Regions from separate parts of the Oryctolagus cuniculus genome. Here region 2 is linked to region 1. A link is a contact called in public Hi-C data. All regions are on one chromosome and are shown on one strand. Each heading gives the region's core, a stretch centred on a gene start, on an enhancer-like site or on the middle of the called end of the contact. The rest is flanking DNA. Distances are from core to core; before and after follow the strand shown.

Region 1 (7,685 bases), core at 3,129-5,628:
GAATCGGTGCGAGTGGCAGGGGAATGACAATTAGGGGTGAAAGGAGGCTTCCTGGTTTTGCGTGTCTGAACTGTCGGTTATTTTTACGTCGTTGATGGTCAGAGATGTAGTTAAGGATGTACAGTGACCTCGGCGTATGCAGAACAAAATCAGGGTAGGAAGAGCAAATCAGAAAACGCAGAATAGAGGGTATTCTATGCACCGAGCCATGCCAGGTAGTAAATTAATAAAAATATGCAGTGTTTCTTGAAGAATGAGATTTTCACGTGGTGAGCATCCTTCCCGCGCTGTGACTGGCCACGATTTCAGTCCTCACATCGAATCCGTGTTGATGCGTATAATCAGCTCTGCACTCCTTCTTAACTGCAGGAGTTTCACTTTTTTTTTTTTTTTTTTTTTTTGACAGGCAGAGTGGACAGTGAGAGAGAGAGAGACAGAGAAAGGTCTTCCTTTTGCCGTTGGTTCACCCTCCAATGGCCGCCGCGGCCGGCACAACGCGCTGATCCAATGGCAGGAGCCAGGTTCTTCTCCTGGTCTCCCATGGGGTGCAGGGCCCAAGCACCTGGGCCATCCTCCACTGCACTCCCTGGCCACAGCAGAGAGCTGGCCTGGAAGAGGGGCAACCAGGACAGAATCCGGCGCCCCAACCGGAACTAGAACCCGGGGTGCCGGCGCCACTAGGCGGAGGATTAGCCTAGTGAGCCGCGGCGCCGGCCAGAAGTTTCATTTTCAACTTCCAAGGGCTGGTCCCTGCCTGACACTTGAGTTCTCAGTCAGTTAAAATTGTCAGTGTGATTGACTGCAGTCCCAACAGGCAGATCTGAGGATGCCTGCGGGCCTAGGACCTCAGAATTGTTGCCAGCTCTGTGTCCATTCACTCAGGCACCCCCCATCCAACGCTCCAATGCAGGAATTCACTAGCGCCACAGCACCGGCTACAAAACTGTTGTTTTTAAAGATAGTTATTTATTTGGAAGGCAGTGTGTATGTGTGTGTGTGAGAGAGAGAGAGAGAGCTTGCATCCACTGACTCACCCCCCAGATGGCCACAATAGCCATCAGCCAGGCCAAAAAGTCAGGAGCCAGGAAACCTGACCTTGCACGTGGGAGACAGGGGCCCAGGTACTTGGGCCACCTTCCACTACCTTCCCAGACACATTAGCAGGGAGCCAGGTCTTGAATCTGCTCAAATCCAGACGGCTAGTGTGGCAGGCTGCAGCTTAACCCACTGCAGCGCAGCGCCAAGCTCTGTTGTGTCATCGTCATCATTATTGTTTTATTTGAGAGACAGAGAGAACGAGCATCCATCCGTCGGGTCGCTCAGATGCCTACGACAGCTGGGGCTGGGCCAGGAACTCAGTCTTCTCCTGCATGGGTACAGGTACTGAGCCATCATCACTGCCTCCCTGGGTCTCCATAAGCAGGAAGCTGGAACCCAGACCCAGAGCCAGGAGCTGAACCCAGGCGCTCTGACGCACATGGGGCACTTTAGACGCTGGGCTCAACGCCGCCTCCAGCCGACTCATTCTCAAAGACGGGGATCCAGGCTCAGGGAGGAGTGATGTGGTCAGGGCTTCACAGCTCGCGGCAAGCAGGGGCCACCGTGAGCCAGGCCAGACCCTGCTTCTTCTGGATCCGGTCTAGGATTCCTCCTGCCGTTTTCTGGAGGCCTCCCTGTGGCAGACATGAGCCTCGGGTCCTGCAGGAGCCTGGCCGTGACCGCCAGGATCCAGCCTCACCATGACTCCTTGGCAACCGCGCGAGGTAGGCACCACGCACTCCCCAACAGGAAGCTGGCAGCGAGAGCTCACTTACCCATCAGTCAGCAGGTGTACACAAGGCTCTTAGGGACCATGAAAACGTTCGGCTTCGGTTAAATCACAAGAACAGAGGCAGCCTGGGCTCTGTCTGGAATATAATCTGCGATGTATTTTGTGGCCGAGAGGGCCCGCAAAGGCACAAACGCCCGCGCTCGTGACACTCAGGGACAGCTTTGCAGAGGTCAGCTGCCCGGCTCAGTGGCCGTATCGAGGCCGAAGGTATTCCTCTTCTTTGACCCAGCCATTCAAGCCCCAGGAACACAACCTACAGAGTACTGCTCCCTTTCAAGGAGACCCGGGCCCGCACATCTGTGGTGCAGCGCTTGTAGTCGTGACAAGAAATTGGATCCGACCTAAGGTGTGTGAGCGTGAGGACAAGCGCTTGTCACGTAGCCGGGTGGAGGCTGCCACACCGCGCAGCGAGTGAGGACTGCGGGTGCCCATGCAGACAACCACCAAACCTGTGTCAGCGAGGACAGTGAGGACAAGTTCTGCGGATGGCTACAGTTGAAGGTACAATTTTTTATTCTTAAAAAACATTTATTTATTCATCTGAAATTCAGAGTTACAGAGAGGGAGAGACACAGAGAGAGATAGTCCGTCTGCTGGTTCACTCCCCAAATGGCCGTAATAGTCAGGGCTGGACCAGGCCAAAGTCAGGAGCCAGGAGCTTCTTCTGGGTCTCCCACGCGGGTGCAGGGGTCCGAGGACTTGGGCCATCCTCTGCTGCTTTCCCAGGCGCTTTGCAGGGAGCTGGAGCGGAAGCAGAGCAGCCGGGACTTGAACCGGCGCCCGTGTGAAAAGCCAGCACTGCAGGCAGCTGCTTAACCCACTGCACCACAGCGCTGGCCCCTACTATTTCTTTTTTAAAAGACATCTATTTCTTTGAAAGGCAGAGGTACAGGGAGAGAGGGAGAGACAGACTGGTTCACGCCCCAAACGACAGCAATGGCTGAGCCTGGAGCTTCACCCAGACCTCCCAAGACGGTGCAGGGGCCCAAGGACTTAAACGCTTCCTTCGGCTGCTTTGCCAGGCGCATTAGCAGGGAGCTGGGTTGGAGGTGGAGCGCCGGGACTCCGACTGGCGCCCATAGGCTTCACCCGCTGCGCCACAGCACCGGCTCAGGACAGCATATCAGGTCACTGATGCAGCAAAGTTAGAGACGTGCTGGGAGCGCCGGACAGAGCCATGCATGCCTTGGGCGGGTATGGAAGGACACAGGGCTCAGCTGTGTCTGTAATGCATGGGGAGGGGCTGGGGAGGGGGCGCAGGAGTCACTGTGTCACTGCCAGCCTTTGTGTGCAGAACTGGTCCATCATAGAAGACATCTGAGTGAGAGCTCTGTGTATCTGAGTGAGCAGGCTGCAGCGTGAGGACAGAACCAACGTGGGCCTAAATGCCTTAGGGGCCGGGCGGCGCTGTGGCTCACCGGGTAAAGCCGCCTCCTGCGGCGCCGGCTTCCCATATGGGCGCCGGTTCGAGTCCAGGCTGCTCCACTTCCCATCCAGCTCTCTGCTGTGGCCTGGGAAAGCAGTAGAAGATGGCCCAAGTCCTGGGACCCCTGCACCTGCGTGGGAGACCAGGAGGAAGCTCCTGGCTCCTGGCTTCGGATCGGTGCAGCTCTGGCCGTTGCCGCCAGTGGGGGAGTGAACCAGCAGATGGAAGACCTCTCTCTCTCTCTCTCTCTCTCTCTCTCTCTCTGCCTCCCGGTAGCTCTCTCTGCCTTTCAAGTAAATAAATAAATCTTCTAAAAACCTGCTTTAGGGGCAAGGCGTCGGCACTGTGGCTGCTTTGCCTGCGTGGACACCCAAACGGGGCTTGAATACCAGTGCCACCCAGCATGCACTGGGCCCCCGACACCGGCCGTGGTCTAGCCCGCCTGCAGCCGGCATGACCCCGCTCCCACGCGGACTCCCCGCTCCCACGGGAGGCGCTAAGGGAGAGGCGGCCCCACCCCGCTCCCACGCGGACTCCCCGCTCCCACGGGACGCGCTAAGGGAGAGGCGCGGCCCCACCCTGAGTCCACGCGGAGGCGAGATCCGGACGTCGCTGCGGACCCGCCCGGGGCCCGGTCCTCGGTGCTGCCGGACACGCGCGGCCCCGGGCTGCTCCCGCCAGACGCCACGCCCACCTGTGGGCTCTGCTTCCTCTCAGGTCCGCGCTGTTTTCGGGGTTTCTTTCCACGGGCTTTGGGGGAAAAAAAAAAAAAAAACCTCGCATTCGCGAACTCGGAGCCATGACGTCATCGCGAACTTTAAAAAATACCTCACATTCGCGAACTCGGCGCCATGACGTCACCACGAGCCGCGCCAACCCCGAAAAGGTTTTCTCTGCCACACCGCGGAGGTTCAATCCCGGGGCCGGGGGGCTGCTCGCGCCGGCTCACGGCGGCGGGCGTTCGGTTTGCTCCCCGCCGCCGCACCAGCGGTAACGCGAAAACCGCGCCAAACCTCCCGGCCGCGGCTCGGGGAGCGCCCCGCCACGCCCCTCCAGCCACAGCCCCGCCCCGCCAGCCACAGCCACGCCCCCGCCACCCCGCAGGGCGCCTGCGCAGTAGCCCGTCGCCGGCCCGAGCCCCGCCCCCCTCCGCAGCACTCATTGGCCTCGGGGGCGGGACTCGGGCACAAGATGGCCGCCGCGCGCCCGGAGCCCCCGAGCCCGAGCTCAGCGACCCCGGAGTCGCGGTCCCCGGAGCCTCCGGACCTGGTGCGGGTGAAAAGGGGGCCTGGGTGAGGGTCTCGAGGTGCAGGGGATGGGGGCGGGGGGGCGGGACTTGGGAAGCTTGGGCGTAGCGGGCAGGTATTCAGGGCTCCGTCCTGGGGGAGCTGAGGGGGCGGGGCCCGAGGCCAGCGGTGACTGGGGGCGGGGTTTGATTTGCATGATCAGGGGCGGAGTCGCGGAGGGGCGGGCTCGGGAATCCCGGGCGGGGCTAGTGGAGCCGGGTGGCAGTGTTGGGGAGGGTGACCCTGGGTGATCCCGGGAGGGTTGGGGTCGGGTCCCGGGGATGCGGGGAGGGACCCTGCCCTAGGGAAGTCCTGGGGGGCGGGGACGTCCGTTCTTTCCGCGCGCGCGCACTTACGGAGCGCGGCCCCGGGCTCCGGGAGGCCGGTGTCCGAGCCGCGCTGGGCCTCTGTTCTCCCGGAGCCGGGGGTGTCCTGCGGGCAGAGGGACAGCGCTCGGAGGTTGCTGGCGACTCCTTCTATAAAGGACAGGAAATCAGAGTGAGCCAGGACGGGGGGGGGGGGGCTGCACTCCGAGGGGAGCCGTCCTCGGGGTCGGCGAGATGAGCGGGTCCGGGTGCCCTCGGAGCCCTCGGAGGGTCTCCAGCGGACACTCGGTGTGGTCGGCAGGCCGCTCAGGCTGCTCCGGGCAGGCGCAGGTCCCTTTAGGGGCCGGACCCAGAGTCCCCGTCGGGCAGCGGGGGCTGTGCGGGTCGGGGGGTGTGCAGACCGCAGAGGTCTTGTGCAGCGCCACAGCTTCCCCTCCTCCTCCTCTTACCCCCCCCCCCCAGGTCCTGCTGCCCGACGCTGGCCGCCCGCCCACGCCCCCGAGTGACCTCATCGAGATCCAGGTGGTGAAGGTGACGGACACCACGCTGGTCCCCGAGCCCCCGGAGCCAGGCTCCCTGCGCTGCGCATTGTGCCCCGCCGCCTTCCGGCTGGTGTCGGACCTGCTGTTCCACGAGCACGGCCACCTGGCCCGGGCGGACGGAGACCCCGGCCGGTGCCACGTGTGCGGCCACCGCTGCCCGGGCCCCGCCAGCCTGCGCGCCCACTACAGCCTGCACACGGGCGAGCGGCCCTACCGCTGCGCCCGGTGCCCGCGGGCCTTCAAGGCCCTGGCGCCGCTGCTGCGCCACCAGCGCCGGCACGGCGTGGAGCCCGGAGCCCCGCGCAGGCCCCCGGAGGCGGCCGCGGCGGGCGGGCAGGGGCCCGGGCCGCCGGCCGAGCGCGCCGAGGTGGTGCTGGCGGCGGCGGCGGCCGGCGCGGCCGTGGGGAAGCCGTTCGCCTGCCGCTTCTGCGCCAAGCCGTTCCGCCGCTCGTCCGACATGCGGGACCACGAGCGCGTGCACACGGGCGAGCGGCCCTACCACTGCGGCGTGTGCGGCAAGGGCTTCACGCAGTCCTCGGTGCTCAGCGGCCACGCGCGCATCCACACGGGCGAGCGCCCCTTCCGCTGCGGCCTCTGCGACCGCACCTTCAACAACTCCTCCAACTTCCGCAAGCACCAGCGCACGCACTTCCACGGGCCAGGCCCGGGGCTGGGCGGGGGGCCCGGGAGCGCGTGCGGGGCGGGGCGCGCCGAGACGAAGGCGGAGAACGACCCGTAGGCGGGGGCGGGCGCGGGGGAGAGGCCCAGACTCCCCGCGGCCCTCTGTGAGGAAGGCGCAGGTGCCCAGCTCCGCGCGGGACCAGGGCGGACCGCGCACCCCGCCTGCCTCCTCTCTAGATGCCTGGGCACGGCTGTGGGGGAGAATCGGCGTTGTGTTCCTGGTCCAGGCCTCTTGCGCACAATCCTGGCCCGTCGGGGGGCTCCCCTCGGGAGGGCCAGGGTGGACTTTTTGCCTACCTCACTGGATTGCACTGGACCTGGGAGCCCGCCCCCCCTCCCCGCCCCAAGCAGCAGGCGTCCACCGGGAGACCGGGGTCCCATCACGTCCAGCTAGAGGGTGCCCAGGCCACCGCTGAGAGCCTTGGCACCTGCGGGATGCAAGCCAGGCTGTGGATCCCGACTCCGAGAGCTGCTCCCAGGGTGGCCGCCCCTCCCCCATCCAGGCTCCCGCAGTACCGGGGAACCGGGGGCACAGCTGCGGGGCCCCAGGAGTCAGAGGGGTGGCTGGTGTGGGCCAGAGCCCTCCCGTTCCTATTAAAGGACTTTATGAAGGCCCTGTTGGTCTCGTGTCCAGGCTGCTCTGGGGAGGGGGCGTCTTCGCTCCTAGAAGGGGGTTGGTCTCAGAAACTGGGCACGACAGAGGGGCCCGGTGATTGGCGCTTGTCAAGGAGGGAGTCCCCGATTTTCACACTCCTGCTCACCCAGCCTCCTCCGGGAGGCACCGCACACACAGATCAGGAGCAAACCCAACTCCTGCCCACCCCCCACCCCCAGGCCACCAGGACCAAGCCAGAAACCGGGGCCACTTCCCTGCGCCTAACCCTTTACTGAGCCGGTTCAACACGTCTGGCATCCGAATCCGACCTTCCTTCTTCCCACCCTCGGGGGCCAGCCCAGCAGTGCCCTCACATAGGGACAGCGGCCAAGCCCTGCCCCATGGCTGCAGTCCACGGCTCCTGCTGCCGAAACAGGCGTTGAGCCGAGTGGCCGTGTGAATGAGATGGCCGGTGGGTGGTATCCAGGCTCCAGCCAGCAAATCGACCCACCCCAAGGTCCAGCACACACATACCCGACCCCGCCCCTCCTCTCTGCGGCCACCCAATCCGAAATTCTCCAAGGTGGAGGCGGCTAAGCCCTCGCCTAGGGACGTGCCCACTTTACCTGGGGAGTACCTGCTCGGGTATAACCACCCCAAGCTCGCCGGAAATGAGCTTCCGCCCGCCTGCACCGCACAGGCACGTGCGGGGCCTTCATTAATGAGAACAGGCAGCTACCCAGGGTCCCTGCCCTCCCTTTGGCCGCTCGCGACCTGCCCTGGCGTGATTACCCCTTACCCCGCTCCATCTTCCAGCCCCAGTAGCCAGGCACTCGGGCTGAAGCCCCAACCGTGCTGGGGGCCTCTGAGGCACCGGACTCCCGGCAAGCGGGAAACCCAACGCACGTCGCAGCACGCTCGGCTCACTGCCCCGGCCGCTCCTAGGGGCGGGCGCTGTGTGCCCTCTTGCTTCCCCAGGGCGAGGGGCAGGTCCAGCT
Region 2 (7,685 bases), core at 1,351-3,850, 79 kb after region 1:
ATCAGATGCGATGGCGACAGTAGCCACGCACTGAGAGCCACGCCTGTCCCCAGCGCTCCCAGACGCACGGATTGATCGCAACCTCCCGAGGCAAGCACTATTATTATCTTCCTTTTATAGTCCGGGAGGCTCAACCAGGAGGTCAGGTAACCGGCTCAGCGCTCCAGCCCCAAGGCTCGCGGGTCATCTGCTGAGCTGTGGTAACCGTAGCCTCCCCCGCGGGTGTGTGTGAGACTGGGTGACAGCACACACGCAAAGCCCTCAAAACAGAGCCTGACACGGTGAGCACCCAGTAAGCATTAGTCAGTATGGAGAGGAGGCACTCATTCCCCACAGAGACCGACTGACTGTGTGCTCTGCATCAGCCCCTCACCCACAGGCGGACACAGGCGTGACAACAGAGAGCTCGATCGTCGTCATGACCGCCACCAAGCTCACCAACAGCAGGCGCCTTCCCTCATCAGATCACCAGCCTCACCACAACCATCACCACCACCACAACCATCATCACACCCTATGTACAACCATTATTACCACCCTACGTACAACCATCACCAACACCATCCACCACAACCATCATCACACCCTATGTACAACCATCACCAACACCACCCACCACAACCATCATCACACCCTACAACCATCACCAATACCATCCACCACGACCATCATCACCAACACCACCCACCACAACCATCATAACACCCTATGTACAACCATCACCAATACCATCCACCACAACCATAATCAACCATAATCACTGCCAACACCATCCACAACCATCACCACCACCCTAATTACAGCCATCATCACCATCATCCACCACCATAACCACAAACATCATCACCACCAATACCATCCACCACCACCCTCACAACCATCACTATCACTACCTCTACCATAACTGTCACCACCACCAGTATCTACCACCTTAACATCACTCCCTCCATAGCCACAACCGTCACCACCATCACTACCTCTACCACCAGTAACATCCACTATAATCACCACCATCACCGTCACCATCTTCATCACCATCACCACCATCATGATCATGGCCTCTAGACGACATGGCACTTGCAGCATTCACAAATCAAGATCAGTCTGTGATTCTCTGACCAGGGCTCCCCTTGTCCCCAAGAAACATCACTCATGCCTTGTTTTCAATCAGATACTTTTTCGCTTTTGTTGTTGTTGCTAAGAGTATCTTAAATCCCCTCCCCCGAACCCTGCAGAGGGTCACACGTCTCCCCTCAGAGGCCTCTCTTCCTCTTCTGGGGTGGTGGTGGTTGGCACAGGTGTGCTAGGAGGCCAGGCCACCTCTGCCAGTCTCTTCACAGCCTCACTCAGCTGCCCCAGGCCTTGGGCGGCCTCTCCCAGCTGAGTCAGTCCCAGCCACAGGGTCTGGCGCTCCTGCCGGTCCTGCTCCAGGACCTGGGTCAGCCTCTGCAGCTGGCCACTCACGTCCCTCACAGCAGCCACCAGCTCCACTAGGGCAGGCGGCTCACAAGCCATGACCCTCATGGGTGGTGCTGGGGCCACACATGGGCCAAGGGGACCTGGGCTCTGACCAGGAGTTGGCTGGAGGGTGTGGTGGTCAGGGGGAAGTTGGCCTGAGGGAAGGGCCGTGGAGGAGAGGTGGAGGTATGGGGTCACGGTGGAGTCGGAGGTGGAGCGTGGGCTCTGGGTGGCTGCAGGGGGTGCTGTGAAGTCCTCAGTGGACACTGGGTCCATGCTTGGACTGGAATCTGAGGCTGAAGAGGGCTCTACCTGAGAGGTGGGAGCATCAAGGGCAGGTGCTTTGACAGTCTGCTGGGGATATGGGCTGGGCATCGCCGTGGGTGCCGGGGTGAGAGAAGGAAGTTCTGTCCCCAAGGAGGCTGGAAGGGACTTGGTGGTGACGACAGGGGCTGAGGTAGGATCGGGAGTCATGGTGGATTGGAGGGTCCTGCTGAGTTGAAGGGTGGTGGTGGGGTGAGCAGTTGTGTTGGGGGCAGGGGTGGTGGCAGGTTGAACAGTGGTTGTGGGTTGAACAGTGGTTGTGGGTTGAGAGGTGGTGGTTGGTTGAACAGTGGTTGTGTATTGAATAGTGGTTGTTGGTTGAACAGTGGTTGTGGGTTGAGGGGTGGTGGTTGGTTGAACAGTGGTTGTGTGTTGAATAATGGTTGTGGGCTGAGGGGTGGTTGTGGGTTGAACAATGGTAGTGGGTTGAGGGGTGGTTGTGGGTTGAGGGGTGGTTGTGGGTTGAACAGCTGTTGTGGGTTGAACAGTGGTTGTGGGTTGAACAGCTGTTGTGGGTTGAACAGCTGTTGTCGGTTGAGGGGTGGTTGTGGGATGAATAGCGGTTGTGGGTTGAGGGGTGCTGGGGAGATGAGTGGCAGTGGTAGGGTGAGGGCTAGTGCTGGGGCCAGGGGTGGTGGCTGTGGTGGTTGTGGGGTGAGGGCGTGTGGCGGCGCCTGTGGGTCCGGAAAGCTCTGGGACTGTTCCAGGGTACGCAGTTGTGTCCAAGTCTGGAGTGGTCTCAGGTTCTGGGGTCAGCTCTGAGGTAGGGGAAAGGCTGGTCACCTCCGAAGCTGCCGAGGGGCCAGCGGTCAGTTCTTCCGGCGGGGTGGGCGAGAGCCCCCTGGCCGGCTGTGGAGCTGCGCTGGGGGCAGGGGTCGTCAAGGCCCAGTCGGGACCCATCCAGGAGGCTGGCTCCGTGGTGGGCGGCAGGGTGTTAGGGTCGGAGGTCGCCTCGGCAGTTGGAGCTGGGTCCGGGATGACCTGTGGCCCTGAGTCAGCGGTCAGCGGGGCGCCAGGGGTGCCCGGCGAGGCGGAGGGAGCTGGGGACTGCGTGGGCCGCAGCAGCCGGCGCTCGGGGCCCGCTTTCCTCAGGGAACCTGGAGGAGGAGGAGGAGGAGCAGACAGAGGTCCCGCTGAGGTCGGCTCGCCCCGCCCACACGGACAGGCCCCGCCCCCCGGGCCTGCCAATGGAAGGCGCAGGGCCTCGTGACGTCAGGGGTCGCCGGCAGACTTCGCCCGGCCCTAGCGCCCCTCCTCCCCGCCGCGTCTGCAGCGCCACCTGGCGTCCGCTGCTGCGGGAAATGTGCGGGGGGGGGGGGGGGGGGGGCAGGAGTGCAACCCTGCTCGTCAAAATACGAGTTTCTATGCAGGCTTTCAGCAATCAAAACCAAAGCGAGAGGTCCGCGATGAACCAAAAGCCAAAACGTCAACCTAAGGCAGAATTGGGCGGGCAGCTGAGGGCAGGATTTTCCCGTTTCCTTGCGATTCTGATATTTAGTTCATTGTGGACTTTTTTTTTTTTGCATTAATTTTGATTTTTAAAAAAACTGACATGCCTGCATTTGTATGTCACCTTCGGCAGCTCGGGGCCCAGAGGACCCTCGCCCTCTTCCTGGCCTGGCTTCTCCAAGTGGATCTCGCCCCTTCACAGACGAGGGCAATCACGCCAAGAGGCCCGGACCCCAGTGGCCTGCACCGAGTGACCGGACACCACCGTCTCCATGACGGCCACTGGCCACGTGCGGCTACCAGCCGGCGAGACGTGGCACGTGCAGACCGGGAGCTGGGCTTTCCCGAACATGGATCCGTGGGGAGCTGTCACCTGTGTTAGCTGAAGCACGGGGGCCCGCTCAGCACTGGAGACCCCCACTCGAGCCTGTGGGGTCTCTGAGGCACACCCCTTCCCTGGCTGCCGGCTGCAGGGTTGGAGAGGTGGGTGAGTCAAGGGGTCGGCCTCACGCCGGAGCCAAACCCCAGTCCCGGCAGGTGCCTGCACCGCCTGCTTCTCCCTCACCCAGACCCGGCCGTGCACGGCTGAGGCGCCCCCTTGGGGAGCGCAGGCCTGTGCAAAGCTCCGGACGGCACTCTGGTGACACCCGTGCCTCGGCGCCCCGGCCTGTGACCGGGCACGGTCGTGTGCGTGGACAGGACAGGATGAGCGCAGGGCACGCCCGACACCGCTGCGCGGCTCGGTCATTCTTTCCTCCGTCTCCACCAGGTGAGACGCGGCAGCGGCTCGGACGCCGGGCTGGCAGCCGGCATGGTCGTGTGCGTGCACAGGACAGGATGAGCTCGGACGCCGGGCTGGGAGCGGGCTCCCGGCTTTCAGACTTAAGCACAAAGCCCCACGGACCGCCCCCCGCAGGATGTCGCGGTCACACGGTCCCTCCGGCTTCCGTTCAGATGCTCTTCCTCTCCAGGCCGCACCCTCCCTGCTCGCTCCCACGGGCTCCCCCGGCGAGCCTGACACCCGTCCTTAGAGACGGCGTTTTAGACGCTGCGTGCCAGGGCTTCTGCACTTGGCTTCTAACTTCTGCGCGCCATTCGGCTGGAACCCCCTGTGCCCTCCGCGTTCTTGCTCCCTGCTCTGCTGTGCGCACCCTGGTCACGCAGAGTCCTGTGCCTGTCTCCCGTCCATTCCCCCCATGGCTTGCACGCCCCTCGCCTCCAGCTGTGACCTCCTGCAGCCTGGGTAAGCGCCCCTCGCCTCCAGCAGCACCCACGGGGCCTCAGCTGTGACCTCCCACGGCCTGGGTAAGCGCCCCTCGCCTCCAGCAGCACCGCACGGGGCCTCAGCTGTGACCTCCCGCGGCCTGGGTAAGCGCCCCTCGCCTCCAGCTGTGACCTCCCGCGGCCTGGGTAAGCGCCCCTCGCCTCCAGCAGCACCGCACGAGGCCTCAGCTGTGACCTCCCGCGGCCTGGGTAAGCGCCCCTCGCCTCCAGCAGCACCGCACGGGGCCTCAGCTGTGACCTCCCGCGGCCTGGGTAAGCGCCCCTCGCCTCCAGCAGCACCGCACGGGGGGGCCTCAGCTGTGACCTCCCGCAGCCTGGGTAAGCGCCCCTCGCCTCCAGCAGCACCGCACGGGGCCTCAGCTGTGACCTCCCACGGCCTGGGTAAGCGCCCCTCGCCTCCAGCAGCACCCACGGGGCCCCAGCTGTGACCTCCGGCAGCCTGGGTAAGCGCCCCTCGCCTCCAGCAGCACCCACGGGGCCCCAGCTGTGACCTCCGGCAGCCTGGGTAAGCGCCCCTCGCCTCCAGCAGCACCGCACGGGGCCCCAGCTGTGACCTCCCGCGGCCTGGGTAAGCGCCCCTCGCCTCCAGCAGCACCACACGGGGCCCCAGCTGTGACCTCCGGCAGCCTGGGTAAGCGCCCCTCGCCTCCAGCAGCACCCACGGGGCCCCAGCTGTGACCTCCCGCAGCCTGGGTAAGCGCCCCTCGCCTCCAGCAGCACCGCACGGGGCCCCAGCTGTGACCTCCCGCGGCCTGGGTAAGCGCCCCTCGCCTCCAGCAGCACCGCACGGGGCCCCAGCTGTGACCTCCCGCGGCCTGGGTAAGCGCCCCTCGCCTCCAGCAGCACCGCACGGGGCCTCAGCTGTGACCTCCCGCGGCCTGGGTAAGCGCCCCTCGCCTCCAGCAGCACCGCACGGGGCCTCAGCTGTGACCTCCCGCGGCCTGGGTAAGCGCCCCTCGCCTCCAGCAGCACCGCACGGGGCCTCAGCTGTGACCTCCCGCGGCCTGGGTAAGCGCCCCTCGCCTCCAGCAGCACCCACGGGGCCTCAGCTGTGACCTCCCGCGGCCTGGGTAAGCGCCCCTCGCCTCCAGCAGCACCCACGGGGCCTCAGCTGTGACCTCCCGCGGCCTGGGTAAGCGCCCCTCGCCTCCAGCAGCACCCACGGGGCCTCAGCTGTGACCTCCCGCGGCCTGGGTAAGCGCCCCTCGCCTCCAGCAGCACCGCACGGGGCCCCAGCTGTGACCTCCCGCGGCCTGGGTAAGCGCCCCTCGCCTCCAGCAGCACCGCACGGGGCCTCAGCTGTGACCTCCCGCGGCCTGGGTAAGACTCGCTCCGGGACGTGCGCGTAGGGGCGGGGTTGCGGCTCACCGCGTAAAGCACGCTGAACCTCCATGAAGAAAATGCTGCCTACCTCTGCCGTCCCGCCACGGCCTCCCCCGTCCCTGCTGCTACCCAGCTCCCTCCTTCCTCGTCCTTTGCATTTCTTGATCCTTGGTGGCCGTGAGCACGTCCACGTAGACGTGGCCACGTGGGCTCCCCTCTCCACGTGACATCTGTTTGCATCTTTTGCTGGTTCTCCTTTGGGGTTTCCGGCCGCCCTCTCTGACCTGCGGGGTCGCGCCAGGCTGGACGACCCTTGGCTGTGCGCTGTCACCTGCTTGCCCCCCCACTGGATGCCAAGGGGCAGCCTTCGTCCACCACAGCCCCCAGACGCCTCCACGTTGCAGACAAGAACCCCTCGCTTGAGGACACATTTCTGCGGGGTCTTTCTGGTGACCGTGGGGGAAGTTCGGAGTCCGCCCCTCTGCCCCACAGCGTGTCCCCCAGGCCCTCACCCCAGCCAGCGCCTCACCTGTGTCCCCACGGGCCCTGGGAGCTGCAGAGGGATGGCCTGGGCTCCTGGTGGTGCTGGTGGTAAGAACGGGTCCAGGTTTGCCTGTGGTGGGGGTCCCCTTGGCCAGACCCCTTCCCAAAGGTGTGTCCCTTGTCCAAGACTGGTAACCATCCGGGTCGCCTGGAAAGACATGGGGTAGGGGGTGCTGTCTCCAGTTTCCCTTTGGGCGGAGACTCCGCCAGGCCCCGCCCAGCCCTGACATCACGGGACCATCATGCGGGCTCCGGACGCCAGAAACCGGCTAAGGTACTTCACCAAGTAAGAGCATTTGTTACTTCAGTCCCTCGGGCTTCGTTGTCCCTTGGGAAAACGTTTCCATAACACCCTTCTTACCACACCTTTCCCTGGGCTTGGTTTGGTTTTTTGGCCACGACACTTGGATAGTCTGTACAGCATGTAAGTGCATCACACATAACACACACAGTATAAATGCCATTCCATTTAGGGAGAATGGAAAGATAACTGTCTAGCTAAGTTCATCAAAAATACCTATTTCAGGGCTGGCCCTGTGGCGCAGTGGGTCAAGCCACCGCCTGTGATGCCGGCATCCCACGTGAGTGCCAGCTCCAGCCCCGGCTGCTCCATCTCCCACCCAGCTCCCTGCTAATGCTCCGGGAAGGCAGCAGAAGACGGCCCGAGTACCTGAGCCCCTGCCACACGCACGGAAGACCCAGGTCCCCGGCTTCTGCCTGGCCCAGCCCTGGTCGTTGCGGCCATTTGGGGAGTGAACCCGCAGATGGAACCGCTCTCCCAGTCTCTCTGTAACTCTGCCTTTCAAATACATAATTTTTAACCCTTAACAAGAGCTTCCCGGAGATACAATTTGCACACTGAGCAGCTCACTAACTGTAGTGTGTGACTCGGTGGGCTTTGGCACACGGCGCCATTCTGGGCAGCGTAGGACCATGGGTATGGTGCCGGCCCCATGAGACGCCATTGCCCGTGTTGGCCTGTGTGAGTATACTATGACACGAGTATAACACAGAACTTCTCAGCACACACCTGTGGCCAGGTGACACGTGTGACCAAGTCAAGGCTGGCATCATTCTGACGAGAAACCTGCACACCTGTCACCATGTGACCTCGTGTGCCCATGCCCACCTCAGAGGCTGTGGTGTGAAGTCCATGGCCCCACACCTGTCACCCCGTGACCTCGTGTGCCCGTGCCCACCTCAGAGGCTGTGGTGTGAAGTCCATGGCCCCACACCTGTCACCCCGTGACCTCATGTGCCCGTGCCCACCTCAGAGACCACAGCGTGAAGTCCACGGCCCCATA

What was found. Hi-C and Micro-C count contacts between places; a contact is called where the count stands out from the background.
Region 2: a Hi-C map of an unstated tissue shows a contact between it and region 1, with 1.8 times the contacts expected there. The contact joins the enhancer-like site here to the promoter of ZNF784 in region 1. A contact is called at or near these places in 2 of 6 Hi-C or Micro-C datasets (ear pinna and an unstated tissue).

What each region holds. Positions count from the first base shown.
Region 1 is chr18:3,367,151-3,374,835 of mOryCun1.1, forward strand. ZNF784 (zinc finger protein 784) reads left to right here and starts at 4,379. Exons shown (of 2, transcript XM_070063618.1): 1 at 4,379-4,526; 2 at 5,332-6,706. The coding sequence starts at 4,449. The coding sequence ends at 6,150. ZNF865 (zinc finger protein 865) reads right to left here. Exons shown (of 5, transcript XM_070063615.1): 3 at 4,900-5,019; 4 at 3,836-4,007; 5 at 2,339-2,572. The coding sequence ends at 2,454.
Region 2 is chr18:3,447,506-3,455,190 of mOryCun1.1, forward strand. SSC5D (scavenger receptor cysteine rich family member with 5 domains) reads right to left here. Exons shown (of 14, transcript XM_070063625.1): 13 at 6,368-6,529; 14 at 1,158-2,879. The coding sequence ends at 1,240. It overlaps LOC138846816 (a long non-coding RNA gene), which reads left to right and starts at 6,519. Exons shown (of 2, transcript XR_011384339.1): 1 at 6,519-6,655; 2 at 6,908-7,209. Within about 2 kb of position 2,601, at least 1 of the 8 cell types and tissues checked has an H3K27ac peak or open chromatin away from gene starts, as enhancers often do.